Linked DNA regions of Zea mays: region 2 is linked to region 1. The links are chromatin contacts, called in public Hi-C maps. All regions are on one chromosome and are shown on one strand. Each heading gives the region's core, a stretch centred on a gene start, on an enhancer-like site or on the middle of the called end of the contact. The rest is flanking DNA. Distances are from core to core; before and after follow the strand shown. Region 1 has its middle 41 kb from the start of LOC118473372. Region 2 overlaps LOC103638747 (probable LRR receptor-like serine/threonine-protein kinase At4g37250).

The links. Hi-C and Micro-C count contacts between places; a contact is called where the count stands out from the background.
Region 2: a Hi-C map of ear shows a contact between it and region 1, with 2.7 times the contacts expected there. The contact joins two enhancer-like sites. A contact is called at or near these places in 2 of 25 Hi-C or Micro-C datasets (ear and tassel).

What each region holds. Positions count from the first base shown.
Region 1 is chr9:100,870,774-100,877,937 of Zm-B73-REFERENCE-NAM-5.0, forward strand. No RefSeq gene overlaps it. Among protein-coding and RNA genes, the nearest start is that of LOC118473372, 41 kb to the left of the region's middle. Within about 2 kb of position 4,453, at least 13 of the 20 cell types and tissues checked have an H3K27ac peak or open chromatin away from gene starts, as enhancers often do. A contact at or near this core is called in ear and tassel, where this site is marked.
Region 2 is chr9:101,491,796-101,498,959 of Zm-B73-REFERENCE-NAM-5.0, forward strand. LOC103638747 (probable LRR receptor-like serine/threonine-protein kinase At4g37250) reads left to right here. Exons shown (of 2, transcript XM_008661572.3): 1 at 1-1,600; 2 at 2,343-3,320. The coding sequence ends at 3,082. Among protein-coding and RNA genes, the nearest start is that of LOC103638747, 4.8 kb to the left of the region's middle. Within about 2 kb of position 3,671, at least 19 of the 20 cell types and tissues checked have an H3K27ac peak or open chromatin away from gene starts, as enhancers often do. A contact at or near this core is called in ear and tassel, where this site is marked.

The DNA of each region.
Region 1 (7,164 bases), core at 3,203-5,702:
GGCTGATCTAACAATGCATTCCATCCTTTTAATCGTTGTTCGAAGTAACCTTTTGAGTCATCTAGACACATATATGTCACATTTTTCTGTGAGAAATTAAACTATATTTAAATATTTTTATTTAATATAAATACCTTTTTCAAATATATATAAATACTTTATTAACAATATATATACACACTATATTTATATATAATAATTATTATTATAAAGGGCCTCCTTTATAAGTCTTGTTCTGGGCCTCTAAAATGTCAGGACCGGCACTGCTCTCTGGATGGCGAAGGCTTTGTCCGTGCACGGTTGGGTACATTACATTGCGTGTGAACCTATTATGATCCCAGGACACAGTGCATTGCATCCAGTACACTACTACCATACGTAGTCATCAACAGTGAAATTGCGTGCAAATTAAGGGGCCGTTCGTTTGAATAATTCCTAGCCGGTTTGTTTCTCTAATTTATATAAATTTGTCTATTCCTGGAGGCATGACCATGTTCGTTTGTGTCGGATTACACCTGAAATCGTTCCAGTTAATCAAAATTTATATAAACTAGAGAAGTAATCCGGTTAGGAATCGTTCTGACCCACCAATCCAGCACAAACGAACAAGACCTAAAGAGACTCGATTGGGCGACGACACATCATTGCATAAGCCTCTCTTATGAAGAGAAAGCATTTCCAGCAGAATCCACCATCCTCTGCTCATCTCGCTGATCTATCGGTAAGTTGCACCCGCGACAGAAGTAGAAGCAGCAAATAATCGAGCTCGTCCATAGCAGCATTAGTCAAACGGGGGGCGCAAGCGCAGATCAAAATTATGCCTTAAAAACTCCAAATGCCGACAGGTTAGGCTGAGTAACATGAGAGAACAAGGAGGAGGGGAAGGAGCAGCAAAGAGGGGAATCAGAGATCCATCTATCCAACCGAAAGGCAGTGGACTTCACTTGCCATCCCCGACACAAAACGTAGGTGCAATCGCGGAAAAAGGTCGACAACTGAACTGTAAATACGGGCAAGGTAAGAAGGAGTGGGAGTCGGCACCAAATCCGGATATATATATATGAACGGCCCTGAACCTGAAGCACCAATTAAGCCACGGAACAATAGGACCATTAAGGGCCATGTCAGCAAATCTGAGAAAGAGGCAAAGGTTTTGGGTAATAACCATATTTTTGACACATATTTTTGACACCACCGAGACCAACGCAATTTTTCGGAAGACAAACGTTGTCCCAAGCCACCCAAGACACTTAGAACCATGACAGAGGTCACCCACCCTCTGTCCAAAGGAAGGCCCTCCTACGACGACCAATAGCACTCAGGACACGTCTAGGAACAATCATAGACGACATATAGTGGAGAGGCATAGCACTCAAAATGCTCTGGACAAGGATCAGGCGGCCGGCAAGATAACGGTCACAAGAAGCTTCGGCTGACAAATTAGTTTTATCCGGCAAGATAACGGTCGCAAGATAACGTCTAGGAACAATCATAGACCAACTGGATTAGATTCGTCTCGTCTTTTAATCTTCGGCTGACAAATTAGTTTTATAATCCGACTACGTTTAATACCCGGAACGGAGGTTCAAACATTCGATATAACAGGGGCTAAATTTTAGTTTGGGGTAACCAAACACCCCGCAATCAAGGGGGAGCAATCGTCGGGAAAAAGTTCTTTTTTTTTTGGTAACACTCAAGATAATGTTCTTCTTTTTTTTTGTGTAAAAGAACAACATAGGATCTGTTGATCCTCTCGAGGTCCACCGAACGATCATAGAAGGTCGAGAAAAAAAGTTGTTGACCGCGGTCGAAGTTGTGTCCCAAGTAGCGGCGTAAAAACCGTTGGGGCTCAGGCTAGAGTCCCGTTCCATGCACTTGAAAACTTGCCTTGCCCTTCCCTAGTAGTACACTACAGTACTGGAGTCTCTGAAACTAATGATGCAACTGAAGGGATGCCATGCCCCCTGGGTTTCTGTCCGTCCTCCAGGAAGGGTCGGGGTCCGATCTGCAGCAGCAGACTAGTCACTAGTGTGGTGGTTTCCTAGGATTCCAACATGCAAAATGGTTCTGGTCGGAGTGAAAATGGTTCGGTGTCTGTCAGTTCCTTCGAGGTAGTATAGTAGACAGTGGTCTGCTTCCACACAAATGGTGGTGTTGAGCCTTTGAGATGGCTCCATCTATCACGGTAGGCAGCTGGATTTCGTACTCCTCTTTGGCCTTTGGCTCGTGCTGCCCTACTGTACTGTCCGTCCTCGAACAGAACAGAACAGTCACCAACCAAAATTTAAGATACTCAGTTCTGATTGTTGATGCTTCCATCTTTCAGAGTCTTAACACAGGAACATATTCCTACGCACTCCCTATCTGTTGTTCACTGTGCTCTTTGTCGCTTCTTCCCTGGCCGTTGCCCTCTCCATTGGTTGATGCGGCCCTGTACTGTACTAGAGGATGTGTTGAGGTTCCGCCCGCGACACGAGAGAGAGGACCTGAGAAAGGGTGGGAAAAAAAACAAGTTCCCATTTGCCTTGTTTACTGTGTGCTCTGTAACTGCTGGTTCGAAGGGCACAGTGCTGCTCCACTGTGATCCGCGATCCGGTACTTTGCACAAGACGTGTGGCATCATCTTCATCGATGTGTGTGTGTGTGTGTGTGTCTAATTCTTGCCTGATGACGGCACAACGTCAGCATGCAACTGACGGGGTAGCTAAAACCTCACTCGTTTAGTTTCGCAGAGCAACGAACGCAGTCGTGGTGGACTGGATGGCTGGCTGGTCAATTGGTCATATAGGAGACAGCAGAGAACGCCCTGGATCCTAGATATATATCTCATGATCTTCGGCAGTCAAAGAAGAGATAGGCCAGTCGTCGAGCCTTGTCGTCTGAATAGGAGTTTTCAAAAGCGTTTAAGATGCTCCTTTGTTTTTTGTGACAAAAACCATTTCTCTTTTTTTGCAAAACGTAGTACTCATGCAGTCATGCTGGTGGGTGCAAATGCACGGCAGGCCTCAAAACTATTTTGCTGAGAGATGTTGGTCCAACACACAACGTGAGACTTAAGAGCCGCTCCAAATGGGTGCTTGCTGCTGCACTGCACCTGGAAAGCGGGGAATGCCGGCTTCCAAAAGATCCAGTGCAGTTTGAAAGAAAAATGACAAGGAATGGGCTATACGTCTCCTTTCGTGGAAAAAAACGAGTATGCATCTATGGGTAGAGGTAGAGCGGCAACTGGCACGGCGTACCATTTTCTGAAGCTGATGGTTTGGTTGCTGAACCGTATCGTTTGGTGCCGACTCCTTTTCAGTTCAGGGGACAACAATGCAGCGCCGGCCAGTCACACGGTGTTTTGGTGGCAACTTCATCGATCTCTTTGTCCCCCAGCGATTTCTCCTAAACTTTTCTCCTTATATGGTACTATATAGCCACGTTAACAAGATTTCCTCCCCTATATTCACTCTGTTCGTAACGATTCCCTTATATATCCGTCTACACGTAAAATATATATATATCAATCCAACTAGCGTCAAATACCTTTTTTTTTCAATTTTGGTTTTGTTCACGTACAAATCCATTCAAAAATTGAGTTTCATTTTTTTTAAAAATTACAAATATAATATTCATACATTAGTGTGCGTACGTACAATTAAATTTTTTAAATTATTTTTCGAATTTTTCATAATTGCTTAACTGAGCATATTGGTGGCGCAACGTCTTGGATTACTTCGTTCGCTGAGGTGCCTGCGTACCAGAATATCTAACCATCGTTCCCATTATGTGTGGCTGTAAATTCCTCAAGACGGTGGTCTGTATGAGTTTTTCGATAGCTCGTTTGCTTTGTGTGTCATGTTTATTACCGGTTCCTGAAAAAAAGAACCCATGCTGAGTTGCACGCGTTTAATTTCTCTCTCTCTCCCCCTATTGAATGAATAGCTAGCTACTTTAGGTACTCCCTCTGTTTTTTTATACATGACGTTTCCTAGTTCAAATATGAACTGTTGGCCGTCAAATATTTAGAACCGGAGGTAGTACAAAGCTTGGTTATAGTCTTCTCTCCTGTATTTTTCACTTCTCCTTTTGGCTTGTAGCTATAACTCAGTTTATTTTTTATGTCTCGTAAAGGAAGAAACCCGCCATGGTTCAACTAGTTTTTTTTTGGGGGTCGCCCTTCTGGCTTTGTAACTCATGTTGATCCTAGTGATGTGTCTAAATAAAAAAATGTTTTCGTATACCGAATGAACCGGTGTAATGACTGTTTTCAGGGGTGGGGGCCTACAATATTCCCTCTGTCCAAGGTTCGGCAAGTGCTGTGCTGTGGGGTTGTACAACGTTTCTGACTCGAGACTTTGGATCAAACCTTTAGCGCGTCTGCTGAGAAACAGGTGCCTACCTATCTACCATCGCTGTCAAGATCAAGCATAGTCCCGAACTTAACTTTGTTCCGAATGCGCGCGCGCACACACACACCTGTGCTGTGCTACATTGGGTTTCGTGGGCAAGTATTGTGTGGGTACTGTGTGGGGGTGGGTCCGTACTGTTGCGTTGGCTACTTCCCCGGCCGGAGGGAGCTCGTCAGCTCCCTCCCTCCCTTCACTTGGGAGTTGGGACATGGCAGCAGCATTTGATTCGCGCCTCTCGCGGGCAGAGGGGACGGGAGGGGAGCCATTAAAGCGGCGGCCCTGGCAAACTGTTGCCTCGGCTCAGCCTGGTCCTCTCGTCTCCACGTTCCGGTTCTGATTGGCGCGGAAGATCTGGTGGGAGACGGACGGAGAGCGTACTAAAAATCCTTCCCCACCCCATGGCTCAGGCTCAGGATTCAGAAGAAAAAAAATCACATCACTCTTAACAACTTTCCATATACAGCCAGCCATACAGGGTACTACTACTTAGTCTTGGGCAGAACCAACCCATGCTAAACACGCGTACGTCTCTCGTCTTGAAAGGGGCTGCCAATTGCCATGCACCCTTTTTTTTTGTTCCAGATATGTTGTGAGTTTTGCATTGGTAAAACATTCTTTCGAAAAAGAGAAACAAGAAAGGAGCAACACTGGAAGGGGGGACTGAAGTGGCTGTTTCGGCCATGCTCTCGCTCTGAAACAAGAAAGGGGCGTGATTGATGAGCAGTCAATACGGGGTGCAGGGACGGACAGCCAGACAGTAGCCTAGTCAAGTGCAGACAGACGGACACACAGAGAGAGAGAGAGAAGCGAGCGAGCGAGCGAGCGAGCGAGAGGCAAGAAAATGAGGAGCAAGGACCTACACGGATTGGCCGCTTATGGAAATACTCACAACTCAGCTTGCTCGCATTTGATTCCCTACCAGCCTGCTGCTGTTCACGGTGGGCAGACGCCAGACACAGCGCTGCTCAGAGATCCAGCACAATAAAGCTCTCGCCTTGCCCTGCCCCGCCGTCTTCCTTGCATCTCTCTCTCTCTCTCTCTCTCGGGGGTAAAATTAAATACAGGCTTCCCGTTTTTACATCCTGCAATGGACGTGCTGCGCGCCTGCGTCTCTCCCTTCGCGTACGAGCCTGCTTGGTTACTTTGAGCAAGGCTTGTGGTCAGGTCTGTAATGGCTTTTTCATCTTGGTCGCTTTTCCATCGTGGAGGTGAAGGAGAGAACGTTAGGCGCACCTACCGCCGGCTGGCTTCCCGATCAATTGGACATCCCAATCCCAATCCCAACTGCGCCTTCTTGGGCCAGCACGCCTTGGTCAGTGGACAGTAACTGCGATTCATTGGTCGCTTTGACATCCCAAGTAGTGCTACTTCCCTTTTGTCTGTGAACTTTGTTGGGGGCATGCATCGAACCGGCTGGACTAGCTGTTTGTTATATCATTTGCTACCGCCAAGCTCAAGCCAAGTTTTTTTTCACTAAGTAGTTAAGAACCAAAGCTATATAATATTCGCCTTTTGTTTAAATACGTATCATTACAAGATAAAAATCAGTACATGGTCTAGAAAATAAGCAACAAAAAAAACAAAACAAAACTATGTTGAGTTGTTAGCTGTTAGTAGCTTATTAGGGCAGTTTCAACCAACAAAACTATGTATACGATACATTCTATACTTGTCATGAAAATAGAAACTATATATATATTTAATTAATGGGTTTTTAATTAATAGTTCTATACTATGTTTCGGTCATCCTATTCGGACTGTTCATTGCTAGGGATGAATGCACCTAGCTACTAGAGATCCAAAACATGCACTAATAAGTCATACTTAGTTGGCTAGCTTTTTGGCTGTATCTAACAATCGCGGCCTTAGGCCTATAGCCAATACAAACATCAACAAAATGGTACCACTCTTTAGTCTCAGTAATCTATCTCAGGTTACCTATGTTATATTATAGTTCGGCAACGGATATGATCCACAAGCAATGTTGCCTGTTTACTTTAGCTTATGCCAAAATATAGGCGCGCCCTCCTTTTGTATGGCCATGCATATATATTGAACTATACACTTTTGAGTTATTACATATGAACTAGGAAGCACGTCCGTGCATTACAACGGAAAAAAGAAACTACCAAACATAAAACACTTTTAGAGAGCAAGTATAATAAGAGGATGTAAACATGTTAAATGCTGGAGTGAAGAGAAAGAAAGAGAAGTTGGTTGTAAACTTACAACTGGTTTAGACAAAAGAACCAATTTTTATTAGTGACAAGTGGGTCATGCATTAGTAGTGAAGAACAAACTACTATACAAATATGTTTAAGGGATAGAAAAAGTAAGAATTGAACTTTTGCCTCTTTAATACTCCCCAGTCACAAATTAGTATTCGTTTAGCTTCTGATTTTTATGTCTATAATCAACAGAATAATGATTAATCTAGACATACATATATATATATATATATATATATATATATATATATATATATATATATATATATATATATATATATATATATATATGATAAATCTATTAAAAAACATAAAACAGATTTTATTTTTAGACAGTGGGAGTATTAGGTAAAGGTATAGTTAGCCTTTCATATTTGATGCTTCTGTCCAAGGTTACAATACAAAAAAAGTACTCCAGCTAATCTAATCACTAAAAATTGAATTTACCACTATTATATATATATATATATATATATATATATATATATATATATATATATATATATATATATATATATATATATATATATATATATCCCTGG
Region 2 (7,164 bases), core at 2,421-4,920, 620 kb after region 1:
GGCAACGGCACCGCGACGGTCGCGCGCAACGCCACCGGAGCAACCGCGGCGGCCGGCCTCGGCGCGTCGCTGGCGGCGGCCACGGTGTCGCGGGTCATCAGCCTCGTCCTACCCAACGCGCAGCTCTCGGGGACGCTGCCGCCCGACCTCGGCCGCGTCGAGCACCTGCGCCACCTCGACCTCTCCGGGAACGGCCTCAGCGGCAGCCTGCCGCCTACGCTGCTCAACGCCACCGAGCTCCGCGTCCTCTCGCTCGCCGGGAACGCGCTGTCAGGCGAGCTCCCGGACGCGGCGGCGGCCTATGCGCGCGGCCTGCAGCAGCTCAACCTCTCGGGCAACGCGCTCGCGGGCCGCCTCCCCGCCGCGCTGTGCAGGCTGCCGAGCCTCCTTGCGCTGGGGCTCGCCAGCAACCACCTCGCCGGTGAGCTCCCCGTCGGAGGCCTCGGGACGTTGGAGCTTGTTGACCTGAGCGACAACGACTTCAACGGCTCGCTCCCGTCGGACTTCGGTGGGACCGCACTCCGCCTCCTCAACGTTTCGTCCAACAAGCTCGCCGGCGCTGTGCCGACCGAGCTGGCCGCCGTCGTCCCCGCGAACGCGACGGTGGACCTGTCGCGGAACAACTTCACCGGCGCGATCCCACAGGCCGGCCCGTTTGCCGCGCAGCCGGCGGCGGCGTACGAGGGCAACCCGAACCTGTGCGGGCCGCCGCTGAAGCAGGCGTGCTCGATCCCGTCGTCGCTGTCGAAGCCTCCCAACGCCACCGACTCGCCGCCGGCGTTCGCGGCCATCCCCAAGAACCCCGCTCGCGCCCCGCCGCAAGCCCAGGGGCAGCCGCCGAGCGAGCAGGATAAGCTTCGTCCCGCGTCCATTGTGGCCATCGTCGTCGGGGACATCGCCGGCGTCGGCCTCCTCTTCATGCTGTTCATGTACGCGTACCACGTCAGGAAGAAGAGGCGGCAGCGTCGGGAGCAGGACCCGACGCCGCCGCTGCACCTGCAGCAGAAGAGCGCGCGAGGTTTCGACGGCGGCGTAGTCAAGACGCTCGACATCGCCGGAGGCAAAGAAGAGAAGGCGTCCACGTCGACGGGGTGCTGCATTGGCCGTAGGAACGACAGCTCGGACAGCTCCGAGTACTCCGCGTCGTCGGACGGCGAGTCCTCCGACGAGGAGGGCCTCAAGAAGAGGGGAAGCTTCATCGGCCGGAGCACCCCGCAGGAGCACGGCAGCAAGAAGCACAACCTGCCCCAGCAGCAGCAGCAGGCGCCCCCCGCGCCTGCGACGCTGGTGACGGTCGACGGCGACGGCGAGCTCGAGATGGAGACGCTGCTCAAGGCGTCGGCCTACATCCTCGGCGCCACGGGTTCCAGCATCGTGTACAAGGCCGTGCTCGGCGACGGCACCGCGCTGGCCGTCCGGCGCATCGGCGAGAGCGGCGGCGCCGAAAAGCTCAAGGACTTCGAGGCGCAGGTGCGCGCCGTCGCCCGGTTCCGCCATCCCAACATCCTCCGGCTGCGCGGCTTTTACTGGGGCGCCGACGAGAAGCTCCTCATCCACGACTACGCCCCCAACGGCAGCCTTGCCAACATCGCATTCAGCAGTAAGTTCCTCCTTCGTCTCTCTCCAGCACCAACGTTCATTCAGATACTAGAAATTGCATCGGAAAGTTGCTTGATTTGACACCGACTAATGATGCACCTGTAGTACGGTTCATAGGCTCAAACTTTATAATCATTTGCAACGGCTTGGTGAGTCTTATGAAAAGATGGCACTTTACTGATTGTACGTGCTGCAACTTAAATGCGCATTAGTAGTACTGATTCAACTATTGTCTGAAGGAAGAGCTTAATCGCATTGGTCACAGTCACAGGTACTGGTAGTGCAAATAAATTTGTCATTGCTCACACGAATCATTGCAATTTTGCTGCAAGTCTTAAGGACTCGTCCCTTTGGTACTGAAAGAACTGTCCTTTGGTTGCTTTGCTTCATCAGTCGCAAAATCAGTACAACTCCACAACGCCTAACGCCTTGGCGTTCCATTTTTACGATCACGAGGCTCACTTCACCTGATTTGGTCATATGGCCCTGTTTGTTTCGGCTTCTGGCAGCTTCTGGCCACCAAAAGCTGCCGTGGACTGCTAAACGCTCAGCTTTTCAGCCAGCTTCTATAAAATCCGTTGGGACAAAAACCATCCAAAATCAACATAAACACGTAATCGGTTGAGTCGTTGTAATAGTAGTAATAGTAGGAATTCGTCACTTTCTAGATCCTGAGCCCGTAACTTTATGTTCCTCACACGTAATCGTAATGACCGGATGATTTTGCCGCACCTCCTCTGCAGGGCGCTTCGGGTCGTCGTCGCCGCTGCACCTGAGCCTGGAGGCGCGGCTGCGGATCGCGCGCGGCGTGGCGCGAGGGCTGGCGTACATCCACGAGAAGAAGGGCGTGCACGGGAACCTGAAGCCGAGCAACATCCTTCTGGGCGGCGACATGGAGCCATGGATCGGGGACCTGGGCCTGGACCGGCTGGCGTCGGGCGAGGCGGCGCCGCACTACCGCGCGGGCGCGTCGGCGCGGCTGTTCGGGAGCAAGCGGTCGATGCACTCGACGAGCAGCCTGCCGGACCTGTCACAGATGCCCGGGCCGGGCGCGAGCCCGTGCGGGTCGGCGTCCGCGGCGGCCGCGGCCGCCAGCGCCGCCCCGGCGCCGTACCAGGCGCCCGAGTGCCTGAAGAACCTGCGGCCCACGGCCAAGTGGGACGTGTACGCCTTCGGCATGGTGCTCCTGGAGCTGCTCTCCGGGCGGGTCTACTCGGAGGTGGAGCTGTGCCAGTGGCACGCGGGGCTGGTGGCCGCCGAGGAGCACGGCCGCGTGCTCCGGATGGCCGACCCCACGCTCCGCGGCGAGGCCGACGGCCGGGAGGACGCGCTGCTGGCGTGCTTCAGGCTCGCCTTCGCGTGCTGCGCCATGGCGCCCGGCAAGCGGCCCTCCATGAGGGACGCCGCCATGGTGCTCGAGCGAACGGCGGCGGCGGCGGCGCCCGGCGCCGCCGCGAGCAGCAGCGGCGCCGCTGTGCCCTGAGGGGGAAAAAACAACTGACCTTGTAGCGCTTGGAGCCGTTACTGATCGCAATAATCTTACTGCAAGTGCACGGACGGTGGTGGCGGCGTCGGCGTTGATCGCCGGTGGCGAGCTTGTGTGGTAGGGCGTGTACGTAGATCTGTTACTGATTTTGGAGGTGCTGCGAGAATTAATTAACCTACTAATCATCTGTGTTTGTGATTGTGGATTTGAAAGCGATGCATATTCCTTTTTTTTCGATCTTGCGTCTCGGTGGATCTCAAGATGTGTACTTACTGTGACAGTGTCAGTGTCTGATGGCCACACGATCAATGGGTTCTTCTGAATCTGATCGACCAAATCGGGATGGTTCTTGAACCTGTCGTGCCGGTTCAGTTCAGTGCACCGGAGCCGGACTCGGACAAGAATTCAACAAGGCCTGCTGCTGCTGCTGCTGCTTTGACAGGCGCTAGCCGCCACCGGTACAACTCTCCAAGTCTGTTTTGTCCGGCGCGCGCACGCGACGAAACGCGGTGTCCCGCCATGTCCGTTCCAGCGCTCCGCAGCGAGCAGGGAATATTGTAGTGGTCTTCCTCATATTCCTTCCACCGTGCCGTCACTCTCCTCGAGACGGAGACGGAGACGGAGACGGAGACGGACCACGGGCGACAGGCCAGGGCAAGCAGAGAGAGTAACTTCTCTGGGCCTCTGAGGGTTTGGGAAGATGCCGTGTTGGCCGGGGTTTTTTTTTCTGCCGGCCGCGTCTTCCTGCCCTGTGCTCCTGCTGCTCTGCATGTCGGTACCACCCTCGCCTCGTGACACGTGATCGCCAGAGCTTAGCCAGTAAGCACGGGTTCCTTAATTAGGTCTAACCCAGACCCAGCAAGTGACAGGTTAACATCCAGTCCCCAGAAATAAGCTGACATAAACTACTGTGTATGTGAGTGAGATAAAGGTCAAGTTCTTGCAACGGCATGCGCCTCAATGGCATGTTACTGTCACAACAGCTCACATGCTGCATTATAGAAATAGAGTGGCACGGAGTCAACGAAGGAAAGGCTTGTAAAACAAGCTATGTAGGCTCGTAAAAAGCAGATCAGGGTTGTTACTTGTTAGATGCTTCGTTATCCTAGCCCGAAGAACCGAGGACTATTTTCAAGATTGGAGGAGTCGCCATATGAGGTTGGAGTCGGATTCGGTGTTCATGGTGACGACATCTCTGATAGAGCCCTGGACCTCCTTTTGCCCCTTGGCATCTAGTGGTATAAGATCCCATGGCTCTTCATGGTTCATGCCTCGCGACACTTGACGTCATAAGTCCATGGCTCCTCGTGCCCCCGGGGCACCTAATTATATAGTATACTCTTAGAAGCTAAAATTCCTCTTAGAAGGTGAAGAGGACTTAGTGACAACCTCGGTCTATTTTAATTATATAGTATACTCTCACGAGCTAAAATTCCTCCTAAAAGGAGACGATGACTTAGTGACAACCTCGGTCTATTTCGTAGCTGAAAGGTGTGAAGGGTCCACTGAATACGACATCAAGACATCAAGACACACCACGTCTAGATGCTTTAAAGATTGTCACAATACTATATATTAATGAATAAGTCTCATGTACAAGATATTAAATGTACGATGGGCAACATTACATGGCTAACATGATGTGCAGACATGCAATATAGGCTCTAGAGCACTTGAGGTCGCTAAGCAGTGCATGTGTAATGTCATGTAACCATAGAAACAAGTGCATACTATACCTGGAAATATAATAAAACACAAGGGCCAGTGTCGGTAGCCAGTCACATGTGAACAACAAGACCATGTCGTGAAGGCTGATGTCATAGGTTATAATGCCTACATAGGTAGCCGATATAGCGGTTATCTTACCAAAGGATAATTAACCTCGACAATGCCAACATTTAATGTGATACTGCAAGCATACCCTTGGCACGTGCATAGTTGTTAGGTGTACCTAGGGCCATTATATACACATAGTTTAGTATATACCATTTACTTCATGATAGGAGATCTCAAATGCCCGAGGGTTGAGATAATCTACGTCTTTTGATGAGATTTGCTCGGATTCGGTCCAAAATCGAAGGGTATGAACTTCTAGAGTTACGGTCCAAGCTCCGGTACCACTGTTAGGTGTATAGAACCTTAGGTTGTTACCCTAGCTACTACAAAATGAAGAACCAAGAAGTATACCTTCGGGATTAGGGAGAGTGGTCATGCGAGGTTGGAGTCCAGGTTTGAGTGTCATTATTGGTGACGACGCCTCTGGGACAGTAGAGGCAGTGACCTACCATCCAGCTCAGTATAGAGATAAATTGTATCTCGTTAGTCTGTGTATGAGCAAGGAGGCATGGTGAATATTGGTATCACGTGTCGACCAACTGTGTATTTATTTACATGGTATGAAGGGACTGCAACCAAGAAGGTTATGATAGCCTCTATCAAGGTGCGAGTGAGGTTCCGCATGGTCCCTCACCGAGTTCAGATGAGATCAATCCGACAAACATGTGCTAATTAATGCCCAAGAGTCGAAGAGAATAAAGAAAAGAGCGCAAGATTGTCCTCGTCAATAGGTCTAAATGCATGAGTGTGCAGAAGGTTGTTTTAACAATAGACATAGTAGAGTTTGAAATATAGACGATAGAATAGACCCTCAAGATCAACTTAAGAACAACAATGATGCATTTAGGCCCTGTTTGGAATAGATCTAGTTCCAGCTCTAGAAAATTTAGTGAAGTTAGTGGAGCAGGTCATTAGGTACTCTATAAAATCGTGGAGCTAGAATTGTAAGTCTTTAGAATACATTTAGATAAGCCATTTCATTTATTATTTAGATTAAAAATATTTTTAAAACTATTTAAATTAATATTATAAATTACAGTTCCATACTGAAGCTGGAAACTGGAGTCATTCCAAACACCCCCTATAGTACACTAATGGAACAACAGCCTTAGACAAACAATCTACCCAGTTTCGTGGTACAACAAACAAATAAACTCCGCTTGTACACTTGTGCGCAACGAGATCCAACACACCACAACGGTAGTATATGAGAACACAAGTAAAACAGCTGGAGCTGGAGATAGGGGTAAATTACAAGATAATAAGATAATAGATTAGCATATAGCCTCTGCCAGATCAAATCCAGCCTGCAGATCTACACTATCATATCAGCATTATCTTGCCTTAGTTTACAAAAGAACCAGTACAGCATGACGCGTGATTAAAGCTTAAAGCAGATCTAGCAGCGTGTGTACGTAAGCTTGGCACTCAGGGGTGAGCAGATTAACCTAGAGAAAGCAGAATAAAGAAAACGGAGAATGCGTGCGTAAAAAAAAATCTAGAGAGCGCAGACCTCAGGTTCAGCCTCAACAACTAAATATATTAGTTTTGATGCAGACATTCGCCAAAACTCAGCAGGCGGCAGGCTGTCTGGCGTTACTAGATCCAGTGCTCCATGTTAAAACCTAGCTGTTCAGGCATCTTCTGTCTGCGCTACCGGGTGGTCAAACATGACGTTGCCTCTGTCAGTTGATCAGGAGCTTCTGTTGGAATCATCCTGGGGTGATCTTGGAGTTAGTACTTGACCACATGATTCCTGCAGCCATATATGCGTGTGGCAGGCGAAAATGCTGCTGGAGATGCATCGTCTGGACCAGCAATTGCAGGTGATTTCTTAGTACTATATTGCTATGCCAAGCTACCCTGATCACATGATTATATATACGTACTTAGTAATCTCCTCGTCTTGCTATGGAATCTTGTTGCTCGGATCTGAATGCACTTGATGTTGTGTTTAGAGTGGTACCGATCGGAATGAGAGGAAAAGGCGGGTGTTTTCACCGTTTGTTAATTGGAATGGAAAATGCAATTCCTTAGAAACCTGGTCTGTCATCTACAGGCTACGACAGCAGCCTAGCTACCAAGTCCAGCGCGCACAGAGAGCCACAGACTAACGGCGTGTGTGTTTTTTTTTGGTTGTCATGCAAAGCAAGCCTCCAACATCCAATTCTAATCCGTCATGCAAAGCATGCCTCCATCTAATCCGGTTTCGACGACTGCTCTAACAGTCCTTTGAACTACTG